2 separate regions of the Ovis aries genome follow, and region 2 is linked to region 1. The links are chromatin contacts, called in public Hi-C maps. All regions are on one chromosome and are shown on one strand. Each heading gives the region's core, a stretch centred on a gene start, on an enhancer-like site or on the middle of the called end of the contact. The rest is flanking DNA. Distances are from core to core; before and after follow the strand shown. Region 1 overlaps JAK1 (Janus kinase 1). Region 2 holds the start of JAK1 (Janus kinase 1).

The links. Hi-C and Micro-C count contacts between places; a contact is called where the count stands out from the background.
Region 2: a contact with region 1 is called in a Hi-C map of liver, with 2.7 times the contacts expected there. The contact joins the promoter of JAK1 here to the enhancer-like site in region 1. A contact is called at or near these places in 2 of 16 Hi-C or Micro-C datasets (blood and liver).

What each region holds. Positions count from the first base shown.
Region 1 is chr1:40,575,383-40,583,263 of ARS-UI_Ramb_v3.0, reverse strand. All of the region lies in intron 1 of JAK1 (Janus kinase 1), which reads left to right. It also overlaps the pseudogene LOC101102528. Among named protein-coding and RNA genes, the nearest start is that of TRNAG-GCC, 32 kb to the left of the region's middle. Within about 2 kb of position 4,048, at least 52 of the 54 cell types and tissues checked have an H3K27ac peak or open chromatin away from gene starts, as enhancers often do. A contact at or near this core is called in liver, where this site is marked.
Region 2 is chr1:40,649,775-40,657,655 of ARS-UI_Ramb_v3.0, reverse strand. It overlaps JAK1 (Janus kinase 1), which reads left to right and starts at 3,190. Exons shown (of 26, transcript XM_060410592.1): 1 at 3,190-3,281.

The DNA.
Region 1 (7,881 bases), core at 2,799-5,298:
GGCTTAAAACTCAGCATTCAAAAAACTTAAGATCCTCTAACAATGGAGAAACATAGAGAATAGACTTACGGACATGGGGAGAGGGGAGGGGAGGGTGAGATGTATGGAAAGAGTAACATGGAAACTTATATTGCCGTATGTAAAATAGATAGCCAATGGGAATTTGCTGTATGGCTCAGGAAACTCAAACAGGGGCTCTGTATCAACCTAGAGGACTGGGATTGGGAGGGAGATGGGAATGAGGTTCAAAAGGGAGGGGATATATGTATACCTATGGCTGATTCATGTTGAGGTTTGACATAAACAGCAAAATTCTGTAAAGCAATTATCCTTCAATAAAAAATTAATTTTAAAAAAACCTCAAAACTTAAGATCACGGCATCCGGTCCCATCACTTCATAGCAAATAGATGGGGAAACAATGGAAACAGTGACAGACTTTATTTTCTTGGCCTCCAAAATCACTGCAGAATGGTGACTGCAGTCATGAAATTAAAAGATGCTTGCTCCTTGGAAGAAAAGCTATGACAAACCTAGACAGCACAGTAAAAAGCAGAGACATTACTTTACCAACAAAAGTCCATCTAGTCAAAGCTATGCTTTTTCCAGTAGCCATGCATCAATCAATTCTGAATATTCATTGGAAGGACTGATGCTGAAGCTGAAGCTCCAATACTTTGGCCACCTGATTCAAAGAACTGACCCATTGGAAAAGACCTTGATGCTGGGAAAGATTGAAGGCAGGAGAAGGGGATGATAGAGGATGAGATGGTTAGATGGCATCACCAACTCAATGGACATGAGTTTGAGCAAGCTCCAGGAGTTGGTAATAGGCAGGGAAGCCTGGTGTGCTGCAGTCCATGGAGTCTCAAAGAGTTGGACACAGTTGAGTGACTGAACTGAACTGATGAATATGTGATTAAAATCCTGCAATCTCAGGATAAAACCTGAACAGATGAGGAGTTGCTAGTGGCTTTCTGGGATGGAATCTACTCCTGGTGAAGAAGCTGTGAAGACTGCTCTCTCTTGCTCATATGCCTGCTAGTAGATGGGGATATTCTTCTTCCAGCGAGGCATGGTTGCATGATGTCACTGACTCAATGGACATGAGTTTGAGCAAACTCAGGGGATAGTGAAGGACAGGGAAGCCTGGCGTGCTACAGTTCATGGGGTCTCAAAGAGTCAGATACAACTTAACGACTGAACAGCAAATGTGATTACTACAGACTAAAGTTTGAGAATCATTAGCCTACATCACCAGTTAGATTATAAAAAAATCTTTGAGCACTTCTTATACCTTTCCATATTCCCAGTTTCAAGCACCATGCCTTACACACGGTGTAAACTACACACTTATGAAATGAAGGCTATGGTGATGATTTCGTAAAACACATGGCAAATCAGAATCCTCAGTTCTGTTTCTGACCATGTCAGAAACTCCGTATACTGCTTAATATCAATAGCCTTCAGTTTCTTATCTGTAAAAGGAGGAATATAATTGCATTTTTCTCTAATGACCTAACCAGTTCCAAAATTCTATGCCGTAACTGATATCTTATAAACTAATTAATGTTGATAACAATTGAAATTGTTCTGAGATATTTTCTTTGCAAAAAACTCACCAGTTATGTAATGGTATTGAATGAAAAATGTGATATATTTAACAAGTATCATTTGCATCCAAATAAGCTATTATTTGTAAGATCTTACTTGGAAGGATGTTTTTGTTTGATCAGATATCTCTTCTCAGGTAGTAATAGGGGCCCAACAATTTGTATTTCTAGAGTTCAGGTTTAATAACCTAGTAGAAATTGCTGTATGGGAAAAATATATAATGCTTCTTTTAAATTGCAACATTTTTATTACTGAAGAATAGAATGGTTTATCAGAATGTTAGGAGATAATGCTTTGATTTCATGAACATTGTGTAGGCTTATCAAACCAGAATATATTATACCTGGAAGTCTAAAATTTCATATTTTTGTAGCAATTTGTATTTGTTTGTTCCCACCAGAAGAGTAGGGAAGACAACAGAATTAGAGAAGACAACCGTTCCATTTCAGAGTGTATCTGGCCTAAAAAATGAGACATTTCATAATGTGATCTGCTGTTGTGTCCATCACTGGAAAACTCACCATTTTCTTGGATAAGAATCTACACTCAAGAACTACATCATAATCATTATCATGGAAAGCATTTCTGACAACCCACAAAAGAATCAAGTTTTACTCATGATTGCCACTTCCAGTTTTGATTCCTTTGATCTTCACATCTACTTGTTTGGCAATTCTGGTCCCTAAATTAGATATTTGGTATACTTGGTCAGCCTTGAGACTTCAAAGACAACAAACTGTCCAGCCATCTGCAAGACTGTCATTGAAGTCCCTTGCGTTCTCACAGATTGCAGCTTGTCTTTTCTGAAAAATGAGCAACAAATCTATTCCAAGCCTGAATAAACCAACTGACCAGTCTCTGAACAACATTGATGGTCACTCATAGGTTTAGCAGTTCCCACGCAAAACACCAAAACCCTGTATTTTCATAAGTAGAGTCAGTGGGAACCTGGTATCTTCTGCACCATCTTGGAGAAGCACTGTTTGTTCACTGGCATGTTTTGTGTGATTAAAAAGTACATGTGGGAATAAGACAAAAATGCCTATCTTGCTTTGGCACTTCCAAATTTAACCATTTGCCTATATACATTAGATCTGGGGATTGTTTTGCTTGTTTCAGATGGGTAGTAAGTGTGTGTGGAATAAGACTTTGCAGATATGAATTATGGTAGAAGGCATTTTCCTTTCATAAAGAGGGAAAATACACCCATCTGGTAATTACAAGTATTTGGTGTTGAAACAGTTGATCAGTTCAGTCGCTCAGTCATGTCTGACTCTTTGAGACCCCCTGGACTGCAGCACGCCTGACCTCCCTGTCCATCACCAACTCCCAGAGTTTACTCAAAGTCATGTCCATTGAGTCGGTGATGCCATCCAACCATCTCATCCTCTGTCGTCCAGTTGAGACAGTTTCTATTCCTGCCTTCCACCACTAATTAGGTAGGTGACCTTGGGCAAACCACGTAAACTATAAATTTCCTCATCTGTAAAATGAAAGCATTGGTTCACAGGCAGACATTTAAATTCCTTCTCCAAATATTCATTCATTCTCTAATTTATTCAGGACCTACTATGCGCCTTCAGCGCTGATTAACTCCATGACCCTTGGAAAGCTTCAGATTGTCTCCAATTCGTTGAAGTATCCACTCCCCGTCCTACTTTAAAATCAGCTTCTGAATTCTCCCCCAAGGAGATCCAAACACTTTTCCTGTCTGAAGTTATACATGAGGAAAAGAAATGTGCCAGTTTCCTTCACCCGGCGCCAACCGAGTGGGCACGCCAGCCGGCTAGTGAATTTTTCTTTGTAAAGGGCAACCTCTGCATTTTAAAGGGCAATCCAGTCACCCGAAAAAATGCAATTGAAAGGGCTCTCAGGGACAGGGCGGGACACCCAACCGCTCCTTTTTCAGCCGGGGAAACCTGGGAAACATTCTTTGGGCTCCGTCCTAGTCACGCGGCAGTTCCACGGCACGAATTGTGCAATGGGGCGAGTCGGGCGGGCGTCCGGGGGTGGAAAGAAGCGGGGAAGGCTTCCACAGTGCCAACTACCGCCCCCTCCCCGCACCTCCCCCGCACCTCCCCCCAGGGTACTGCGAGGCGCGGTCAGGACAGCGGAGCTCCGGTGGCCCCGGCCTCGCTTCGCCCTGGGGGCCGCCCCCTCTCTCGGGCAGAGGCCACCGCCGCGCGCTTCCTGGGGCTCTGCGATGGGCCGGAGCGCGAGCGGGAACTGCCGCCCGAGACGACGCCGGGGGACGCGGCTCGCCGCATCGATCGCGGCTGGGAACTCCGGGCTCGCACTTTCCGTAAGAGCACCGGGGCTTCCAGCGGCGCCGCGCCCCCGCCCCCGCCAGCCCGGCTGCCCTTTCGAGTGGTGACGCAGCCGGCGGGGTACGCAGAAGTCTGCGCTGAAACCCGGAACCTCCGGGCCGCGGGCTCCGCCTGCCTGCGCCGGCGCAGCCCGGGGCCGCGCGGAGCTCATCCGAGCCCCGCGCCGGGCTTGGCGCAGGGAGCGGGGGCTGCAGACGCGCTGCGAGGGCTGCACTTCTCAGAGGTCCGTGGGTACGGGCTCGAGGCTAAACGTTTGGTCACATTCACTACTCACGTCACTCTTTGTGGCGTATACCATCATGAGCTTCACTTAGAGGTGGGGAAATAGTCTAAAACATCAAGTTACTTTATTGATCTGCTCAGTCGAAGAGGGCAGGGCTGCGCCTCAAATCTAGGGCTGACTTGAATCAGATATATCTTATTTCTCTTGAATCAAGCGCTTCGTGGCTTTCATTCCAGTGAGCAGAAAACAGGTAACAGGTGGGACAGGTACACTGAGAACCGGAGCCCCTCCTCCTAAGGTGGGGGGGTGGGGGTGGGGGCAGTTTGCTTCTGGTTGGCGCTCACACATTCTCCCTACTGTGCTGTTAAAAAAGAAAAATGTTTTCCGTGTATATCACGAAGTGGAAAAGGTTGGAAAGCCTTTCTCAGCCCTTGCGTCTCTATTTTCAGACTGTGTATCGGAATCTGGGACACCTAGCATATGGAGTTGCTGGAGAATTACATGAAAGAGTTTTTTACACCTTAATTCAGCACATGTTAATTCTAACTTTTTGCAGCGCTCCCCGGGAACCTACGGGCACTCACCCTCGTCAGCACTGAGGTGGGGACGCAGTCATTCTAAGCCAGCCCCTTTTCTGAGAGATGAAAGGTTTAATCCACTCAACGGATGATCACTTACAAGTCACTATTCAATTAGTGACAGACACCAAGCTATGGCTTTGTCTCTTGGCCCCTACAAGGGCTCTTTCCATTTCACCCCCAACGGGGGCCCCCCACCCTCTGGCCCCCCGCCACCCCTGCACCCCCTGCTTTTCCTTCAGAAGCTTCAGAACAGCTGGAGGCCAGTTGAATGTGACTTCCTCAGTGACCCGGTGGCAGTGAAGTGGGCGGGGACCTCCGGGAAGGCTAGAGGAGGAAGTCGAGTCACTGGGCTCACAGCCTGCCTGCGCCCCTGGAGAGGGGAACCCCCAGCTCCTGGGCCTCTCTATTGGCCAGGGCTGGCCCCCTTTGGTAACTTGGGGAGTAGCTGCAGCCCGTGTGTGTGTGTGTGTGTGTGTGTGTGTGTGTGTGTGTCCAGCTGTGGAATGGAGTAGCTGCAGCCCAGAAGTGTGTGTGTGTGTGTGTGTGTGTGTGTGTTTCCAGCTGTGGAATAGAGTAGCTGCAGCCCAGAAGTGTGTATGTGTGTGTGTGTGTGTGTGTGTGTGTGTTTCCAGCTGTGGAATGGAGTAGCTGCAGCCCAGAAGTGTGTATGTGTGTGTGTGTGTGTGTGTGTGTGTTTCCAGCTGTGGAATGGAGTAGCTGCAGCCCAGAAGTGTGTGTGTGTGTGTGTGTGTGTATGTGTGTTTCCAGCTGTGGATGTCCAAGCAAGTGTAGATTAAAGTAAGAGAATATGCTAGCTTTAGGATTCTATCCTGGGTGGGATAGAGTCCTTCCATGGCAAATCATTTCAGAATTAGCACAGAATTTTCAGGGGAGTCTATCTTGAAAAGTGAAACAGGCTAATGGAAGTTTTCTAACTTCATAAAATCTTAAAACATCATAAAATCTTGGGAATTGACCACTCTGTTTGCCTGGGTTTTAAAATCACTACTCACTGGAGCAGATGTTTTTCCTTTCCAAGGCTCCATTTTATGAAATGAGGCTAAAATGTCTGGACAGCCCTCTCCCTTGGGTACCTTGGAATGTTGGGAATATGAATAGTCTTTTAGTAGAGTTGGAGATCCAAAGGGAAGTTGTAGAACCATGAAAGGTCCTTTAAAAACAGAAACCCTCCTTGTTAAAAATCATAAAAATTATTAGTACTCATTGTGAAAACTTAGAATTTTTTTTTCAGAACCAGAAAGAAGAAAAATAATTGGAATCTGATACCCAGAAAATATTGTTGACAATTTGATGTAAGGCATTATATGTAATCAGACTGAACACACTGCTTTTTTCCTTGAACAAACTTTTTTCTTTGAATAAAATATCCTGACATGCCACTAAATATTTTCCATACTTGTTTTAAAATAGCTATTTAGTATTCCTTTATGCATTCATTTAGCCAAAGCCCAGTTGAAGGACTTAAAATTGTGCCCAGGATGTTGCTAATGAAAGAGTAATAAAATATGAGCCTTGTAGCTAGATCTTTGAGTACATTCTCAATTATTTACCTAGGTAAATTTCCTACCAGTGGTATTTCTGAAACCAGGGATAAAGATTGCCTTACACTGACCTTTTAAGCTTGGCTTCCCCCCTCTTCCCCACCCAGTGTTTTCCCAGATTTTCTATATCATTTATTCACCAAGAATGTATTGAGCACCTATCACATGCCAGACATGCCTGGATAGAGAGATGAACACTCTGAAGCACAAGGTGCCCTAAATGTTGTCAGAGAAAGTTTGAGTAGCCAGAAGTCCAGTTTGAAGAGGGTCATGAAAGACCAGTAGACTTTTTTGAGAATGACAGATTTTAGGTGGGAGGAGGTTAGTGGAGAGTACTGAAAAAGGATGGGAAGCACAATGAGAAGGACAAGGGAGAATTTCCTGTACAAAACCCTGGTGGCCTAAGAAATAGCTTCTTGTGTCATGCTAAAAAGCTTCGACCTTATTTTCAAAGCAAACAGAGAAAGGGATTTATGGAGCCTCTGAGGTCATGATGAAATTGGATCTCACCACTTAACCCAATGATGGATGTTATTTTCAGTAGACCCCCAAAATCATTCCTGGGGAAGAAACAAAAGATAGAAAAATTTGCAAAGGAAATATTCTAAAACCATGTTGAAATGAAAGCTGCAGAGAATTATCCAAACCCATTGGTAGTTACTATTGTGTCCATTACAGTTAAGATTGGGATGTAGTTATCATTAGTAAGTTTGATCATGAGAAAATTTCCCTTCTTTACCTTAAAGAGAATGGCTTTAATACTGGTGCATGCCTAGACATCACTTCAGTTTCCTATCAGAAAAACAAATTCAAGACTTTCAGTAAGTCCAAAAACATGTTTCATAGATGGTGGTTTAAGAAAAACTATTACTTATAAACAAAACTCAAGTGTCTACTGTGACCAGGTAGCTAATGACTCTCAACAATTCAGGAAAGTTCTCAGCTATTATTTCTTTGAATATTTCCTTTCCCTTTTTTTTTTTATTTAGAAAAGTCTTTATTGAACTGGCCGCAAAACTGCCTCTGTTTTTTCATGTCTCGGTTTTTTTCCCACAAACCTGCACCCACCCACTAGCTGCGTACTGGAAGTCAAAGCCCCAGCCTCTGGACCACCAGAGGAGTCCCTCCTTTCCCTCGTTTTTGCTGCCTCCTTAAAGAATTCTGACTACATGTGTATTAGACCTTTTGTTTATTCATTACTTTAGATATACAGCTTGCAGGATCTTAATTCCCCTACCCAGGGACTGAACCCTGACCCTCGGCAATGAAAGCTTAGAATCCTAACCCTGGAGTGCCAGAGAACTCCCCTATACCTTCTAATTCTACTCCCGAAGTCTGGCAATCTTTCTTTCATATGTTGTGTCTGTCTCATTTGGATAATATTTTAGGATCTAATTTGCAATTTACTAATTCTTCAGCTGTGTTGAATCCTTCTGAACTTGAGTTTAAAATTTCTCTCAGTTTTTTTTCATTCCTAGAAATTCTGTTGGTCAATTCTGTATAGTTTCTCAGTCATTTCTATTGACTTTATTTTCTTGAAACAAAGTCAAAATTTGCCCTGACTTCTTTACCTCC
Region 2 (7,881 bases), core at 1,941-4,440, 75 kb before region 1:
TTGGATAGGATCTGAAGATGAGGAACCAAATACGTTAAAAAGAGGGGAGATAATAGTTGTTTGTTTGTTTGTTTTTTTAATTGAGGGCTTCCCTGGTGACTCAGTGGTAACAAACATGCCTGCCAATGCAGGTACAATCCCTGATCTGAGAAGATCCCAAATGCCTTGGAGCACCTAAGCCTGTGTACCACATCTATCAAGCCCTGCTCTGGAGCTTGGGAGCCGCAACTGCTGACCCCACATGCAGCAACTGCTGAAGTCCCAGGGCCATAGAGCCCCATGGCTCTGCAGTGAGAAGCCAGCACATCACAACTAGAGCTTCAGCAGCCAAGAGAACCAGTGCAGCCAAATAAATAAATAAATTATTTTTAAAAATAACAAAATTAAAAATTTTAGATAGCAAATGATTTGCTTGGCTCTGTAAATTAAAAGCCTGCCCAAAAACGGTCCGTGGAGGTGTAAGCATCAAAAAGCACCTTCAGTGTTCTGCTTTCCCCAAAAACATGGAAGGAATTTCCTAGAAATGGTCAGGATGTATTTATGGAAAAAATCCTCTTCAGACCTTTATATGCTCAATCATTGCCAGACAGGGTGCTAAACATGGGAGATATAATAGGAGCATGGTCCTGACCCTCTTGGTCAGAGAAGTACATCAGCTGTCCTGTACAGTAAATGTTAAAGGAATCATGAAATAAATATAAAAAGGACACAGTGAGTGCCCAAAGGAGTGGTCATCTCTGTGATTCTAACAAAGTGAATTCATAGCAATCATGTAGGGTTGTTCAGCGAGATAGCAAACTCTCCATGTAAAGGTGAAGCAGAACCTCAATGAACAGATAAACAGGAGTCAAGGCACAAGAAAACGGGTTTTGAAGAAGCAATCAGTTCACAGCAGTCCTAAGACATGAATGATCTGGTAAGTGTTCTCCATCTTTAATATCTAGGATACGAATTTCACAAAGCAGAACTGCTGCTCTACGTCGTTAACTCCCCCCTCCCCCACTCTCCATCGCCACCCCTCTAACAGATACATCAGGTGAGTAGGGCTCAATTATTCAAATTAAATGTGTGACCTGGAGCAACTCCCGTCACTACCCAGAGCCTCAGTGTCTTTGCCTGAGAAGTGAGGAACCCTGTTCGCTCTAGTCCATTTCTGCTCTGAATTGCGAATAGTACAAGAAACCAGAAAGGAAACTCCAGAGAAACAAAAGTGAAAGTGCCCAAAGGAAATACAATAGTAAACAAAAGCACAAAATTCTATAGCTCACTGAAAAATGTGGCAGAGTTCCAAAATACTTTTTTTCAGCAGCCCGTGAACACGAGACTTGGGAGAGAATGAACTATCACGCCCTCTGAATGTGAATGACATGAGTGTAACGCGAATCCACCTTGCTCCATGCAACCGTCTTCTTAAACAATGCTCCCTGACCTCGAACAACCATTTATTAAGATCTTTCTAAATGAGTCAATCCACGAGGAAAGGTCGGTCCCCTCCTGACAAATCCCTCGGAACACCACACAAGGGTGTGTTCCGCTTCGGGATGAGAGAGAAAAGAGGGTAAAGAAAGAGAGGAAGGAAAGATTCGAACTGATATTAGATTCTGCCTAGTGTTGCCACGCGGTTGTTATGCACAACAGCAGGGAAGCAAACTATTTTAAAACTTGGGAAATACGGTAGTCTTTGAATTTGATCGTTTCTTCCTTCATGTTAGTGAGACTTCTTTGCATGTAACCCAGAAAGGTACACCCGCCTAGGAGCGAGAGCGCGAGCTCTGGGGTGGACCAGCAAGTGGAGGCGGCCAGAATGGACTAAGCTGACAGCTTCGCAGAGCGTCGGCTGCGGGTGTGGGACCGCAACTCGCAACCCGCAACCGCCACGGCTAGAGGGGTCGATCTGGACCAACCGGTGTCAGAGGGTTCCCTAGGTGGGAGGATGCTCCGGGCCCGCCCCGGGAGCCTCCCTTCTCCGAGCAGAAGGGCGCTCAAACGCGTGCACACGCAAACACACACACATCCTTCCCGTGGAGTTGTGTCTCGTCTCCCTTTTGTTTTTCTCCCTTCCCGGTCAAGAGACCCGGAAGTTTTTTTTTTTTTTTTTTTAATCCAGTCTCTCTCTCTCTTTTCCAACCCCCACCCCCCCTCATCTATCACATGGCAGAGATAGAATAAAAACAGAAAAATGGCGACGGTCACGTTGTGGCGAGCACGTTGTATCCTTGCTGCGTCATTAGATAATCCTCATGCAAATAGCGGGAAGAACAAAGGAAAGGGGGGTCCAGGACCCCCCCGGGGGCGCAGGTGGGTGTGGGGGCGGCGTGCCCGGCGCGGGGGCGGCGGGGCGCGCGCGGAGCCGGGCGCCGGCGGGAGACGTGCGGCCGCGCGGGGCTCGGTGCGCCGAGAGTCTACGTCCGTGTGCGCGCCCCTGCGGCGCGGTGGAGCGCTGGCCGGGCCGCTCCTGGCCGGGTCTCGCGGCGCCCGAGCCCGCCCGCCCGAGAGCACGGGAAGCCGCGGGGCGAGGAGAGCGGTTCTGGCGAGGCCCGCCGCGACGCGCGCACCCTCACACGCACACGCCGCCGCGGGGCTCGGCCGGCTCGGCGGCCGCGCGGGGGGCGGGCCGGGCGGCGGCGGCTGGGGCTGAGGGCGCGCCGCTGCCCGGCGCCCGCCCTGCAGCCTCCGCGGGGGACTGCACGCAGCTCGCCACCTCGGGGTAGGCGGCGGGGCGCCGGGGCGGAGGCTCGGGGCGGGCTGGGACCCCGCACGGACTTGGAGGGTGTTGCTGGGCTGGTTTTGTTGTGGTTGGGATGTTTTTGGTTTTTTTTCTTCCCCTGCGGGGCGGCGGGGTGGGGGGGGAGCGACCTCGCCCATCGGTATTTCCGCGGTTTACCTCTGGCCCTCGCTGGGGTGTCAGGAGAGGCGCAGGTTGAACAGGGGCGCGGGGAGACCCCCGGTGTCCCGCTCCGGCCCCCTGGCGGGGCAGTGGCGCGGAGGGGCGGGGCGGGTGTGTGTAAATGTTGCGCACTCGCTTTTCCCCCACCCCCGCCTGCTTCCAGGCAGCTGGCGTGGGTCCCTTGCCGTCCGGCGGCGACTGTAAATAGAGCCTGGATGTTGTTTACATGAAGGATCCGGCGGGAGGAGTCTGCGAGGAGGAGGCGGAGGAGGAGGAGGAGGGAGGGAGGAGAGAGGAAGACCGGAGTCCCCGCGGCGGCGGTCCGGGGCGAGGGTGAGCCCCGCGCGGCGCGGGCACCGGTCGCTACCACGAGGCCGGGACGCCGGACCCTGGGGTAGGAGGGAGAATGGGCGCGGGGCGGGGAGATGAGGGGGGTCTGTCTGAGTGGCATTTTTAGCTTACAACCTGCCACGCAGATTCTCCGGGGCGAGAGGGGAGGGTTGTGCAGGGAGGGCGGGGAAGCCTTGATTTCTCCGCACGTTCGTGCTCGCATCCCCGATCTTTTCCCGCTTCCTCTTGGGGCTCACCTGTTTATTTCCATCAACCAGAGCTTGCAGTTGGTTTGTGTGTGTGTGTGTGTGTGTAGGCATGAGAGGCTGTTCCTTTTATTAGAAGCATTATTGGGGAAGGAGGGGTGCGTGGCTGAAATTTATGCCGGTCTCGGTCGCTTTTCAAGAAGGGGGAGGGGACTTGGCGAAGATCGCCTGCTCCCCGCCGTAGCTGACCCCATGGGCGTAACCCCTGCCTTACCCCTTCCGAGGAATCTTTTCCCTCACTCAGCTACCCGCAGGCCAGCTACCACCTTCTTGGAGAAGGACCACACCTGTGCTTATTCCTCGCTTTGGAGGAGAGGTGGGCTGAAAAACCGACCAGCTTTCCCAAAGCTGTTAACCAGCCCTCCCGTCCCAGAATCCCAGGCTTTCACCTGCCGATTGCGTGGCCACCTGCGTCCCCCGACCCACCCCTGCAAGTTGTCTACAGATGTATCGGGATTTTTTCTTGCCTCTGGACCTGCAGCTCACAACCAGCAACTAACTGCTGGATTTAGACAGAAAGAAGTGATCTCCTTGGGCTTAGTGTGCGTTCTTCGTTCCCCAGTGGGTCTTAAGATGGAATCTGCCCCCTCTATTCTTTCGCTAAGAGCTTAGTCCAGAATCTGGCCTGAGTAACCAGTTTCTGGCTCTCTTTCTCTGGGCCCCACCCTGGCCCCTCTTGGTTCTCCGAAGCCAAATACGCCTCCCAAGCAGAAGGCACACCCTGCCCTAAATCTAACCATTCCAAAAGGGAGGAGGAAACAGTGGAAGAGAAGGGACCCAGGGGTCTTCTTTCTGTCCTGAGTATCCCCAACAGCAGTTTCCTCTTCAACCCTCCTGCATTTATAATCTATTTATTCTTCTTATCAGCTGCTCCCCATTTTTGCCTGTAGTCCTATGATATTTAGGTGGGGATGGAGGTGTGGAAAGAGATGTCACCCCTGTTCCCTAGTGTGAGACATTTTCATTCTCAGTCTTTCCACTTTTGAGATGCTTAACAATTAAAATATGTAAATATGTTTGCACGCTTATTTGAACTTGTTTTCTTGCTGGCTAATGAATAGCTGGGATTCAGAAAGGAGAGGGAGAAAGCGATGAGAGGTGCACATTCTCCCTTAGGTCCCCTTTATGAGCATCCCCCAGAGTTGCTGGAGGAGACCCTTCAATGAAAGCCAGCAGTCTCCCTTCCATGACATCACCACCTAAGCCCTTCCAACTTTAGCTTCAGAACAGGAAGAAGGCTCAAAATAGAACTACCTTAGGAATCCAGCTCCTTTTAGAAGATCAACTTTTAAGTCAGCTGCAGGAGAAACACTGAACTTTGACACGCGGAGAGAAAGCTGCGGTGTTTGTAATTGGTTCCTTTGGGGAAGGGTCTGGCAATACTTTCCATGTGTATTCAGAAAAGCTTTTCCCAAGATAAGTTGAGTACCTAAGCCGATGAATGATTAATTGAATAGTTTTGAGATTCGTTTATTGAATTATTCATGTGTTTCAGTATGTCAACAGTAACAAGTACTTTTTGGAATGAATTAAAGAGGGGCTCCTAGAATGTGTTTCAGGGAGTTTGCTGGAGAGAGAGGAGGTTGGTGGCGGGTAGGAGGGAACACTTGAAGGCAAGGAGTCTGAGGATGCAGTGACAGCTGTGGTGAGTATGGAAGTTGAGAGGCTTACTATAAACAAGGCCTGTAACTTTTACAGGGTGACTAATATCCTGGACAAAGAAATAATGATGGCAGGATTTTCCACCTTTACCTTGAAAGTTAACTTGGTATCTTTGAATCATGATGTTTCCGTTTTTATTTTATTTTATTTTCTGAATTCTCAGAGCTGAAAGAGTTGTTCATTCTTTAGAAAGGGCTTCTTAATAAGTGATCATCACTGATGTATTAACAACTTAAAGATTAGGAGGGCAGAAAATACCTGACATCATTTGAGTAACCAGTGAGTGCTGTAGAGTGACTTTCTGGGTGAAGGGTTCTGATTTTTAAAAATCCAGGTGACAGGATCTTCTATACCTCTGTCAGTGCAGTAGCCGCTAGCTACGTGTGGCTGTCAAGCACCTGGAATCTGGTAGGGTGATAAGGAACTGATTTTTAAATTAAAAATTGGTGTTCAGTGTTTTGGAAAAGTTCATTATGTTTGGAAGTTGGGTGTATGTGTCTACTTTTTAAGCTGTGACTTTTATGAAATCTACAGATTATTTCTGATGAAATTTTAGTGTTTGAATTGAGATGTGTTAAGTGCAGATATGCCCTGGATTTCAAAGACTTAGTACAAAAAAGTAAAATGTCTCATTAATAATGTTTATATCGATTACATGTTCCAATGAAAATACTTTGGGTGTGTTGTGTTAAGAGAATATGTTGTTAATGTCATTTAACCAGTTTATATTTTTTTTATTTTATTTTTTAAATGTGACTACTGGAGTATCTAAGATTGCAAACATGACTTGCTTTTTGCTTATCTGGGACAGCACTGGTCCATGATATCACTCCTTTTTTTCTTAGGTTTAATTTCCAAAGAGGTGACTGCAGGAAATACAGTTATTTCATGTTTGTCAACCATTTACTTTGCCCTGCTATTTTCCATGTGGATTTGGGGACCCCCAAGAGTTACTATTACAGTACAAGAAAGTATTATACAGTACAAGTACAGTATAATAGTGACAGCCCTGCAGATTTCTCTGCAGGAGGCATGCCTCCCTCAGGAAGGTCGGTAAAAATGTCCAGGGTATTGGAAGGGCTAGTTAGGGGTATCGTGAGAAAATTTAGAGACCCACATATCTGGCCAGACCTGTTTTTGTAAAAGGTTTCTGGGAATACGAAACTATACCAGGGAAGAGTGTGTGGCACTTGGTGCTACAGTTGTGACACCTGGTGACATCTTAGTGATACCATGCACTTTTTAAAAATTTTCTCTTTCTCTGCTTTCACTTTCTGCCCGCACATCATAGCTCCACTGGTGGGAATCAAGCTCACAAAGTTGCTGATCCCTTTTCTCAAAAAAAGTATAGTGTTGACCTTAATGGAATGTTGATATCTTTGGAGTTTGGTTTTATCTATTGAGGTTCAGTAAAGACACTGGAAGGGACTTGGGCGTTTAGTACTATCCCCTCATTTTACAGATGACAAACTATCAAGTACCTTGCCTGTTGACATATAGACCGAGGAATTCAGTATATACTTTTGTTGATAACCTATTTAGAGAATCCCTGAGAAATGAAGAAGTTTGTCCGTGAATCAGTCAAGTATTTGTTGAGCTTGCACTTTGTGGGAAGGACTGTGATTAATTTTGTGAAGGGACATAAAGAGAACAGTCTCTGACTTCAGGAACAAGACTGTAGACTTGAGGAAATCAAATGTAAACAGAACCACAGTAAATCACAGTTTAAGATCCAGCACGTCATGGTGAGTGCAGTACCCCTGTGTTACAAGCAGAAACATGTTCCTTTTCCATGTGTTACGAGTAGAAATGTGTTCCTTTTCCAGATGTAGGAATAGGAGCCCTGAGTGGTGGACTCTGAAGAAGAGAGGACGGTGCTTGTGTTTTTGCACCAGCCCAAGGCTCTAGAAGTGGAGGTCAGTGCATGCCTTTGGTATGGCCCCCCTTCAGCTGTCAGTTACGGGAATTTGAGAAGTAAGACCCAGCATTGCTATATGCAGTGCTGAGGAAATCCAGATTAATAGAAGATGACCAGAGTTTTTAGAGATGGTTAGCTAGGGGTGGATCAAGTTGAAGTTAGCTGGTATATTTCTAACTGGTTATTCTAAAAGAATATGGTAACAAAGGTGAAATGAAGTAAAGCTGACTTGTGTGCAGACTGTGAAATCCAAAATCTGGGGCAAAAATTGAATCTCAAGCAAAGTCCAAAAGTGAATTAAGTTGACAGCTGGACTACAAGTGTGTGTGCTGAATACATGTGTAAAGGAGAAAGTCCCATAGACTAGAATAGTATATTCTATCAAACATTAAGCAGGATGGTCCAGCTGCTTATAGATTCTTAGTCTCCTGGAGCTTTGGGGGCTGAAATCCCCATCATTTCATTCCTCTTTCTGTCTCAACATTACCGAATATAGACCTTCTGTGTTAGCTTTTTTCTATGTGACCTGCTGAGGTTATGGAGCGTGACTGTTTGGAGTCCAGTGCTTGGAATGGGTAAAACAATGTCACCCCCTCTGTAATTAGTCCCAGTTAATGCTTCTCTGTGAGAATTGGGGCTGACTTGGCACCAGACAGTTGTCCTTGGCTTTTCCTTGACGTTTTAGCTGATTTATTTCTCCTAAAGAAAGGAAAAAAAAAAAATATGTAGCCTCCTCAATCCAGGTTTCCTACTAATCTTGACACCAGTTAGTTTTTAAACACTCTTAACAGCAAAGCTTTGCCATGAAACACAAATAC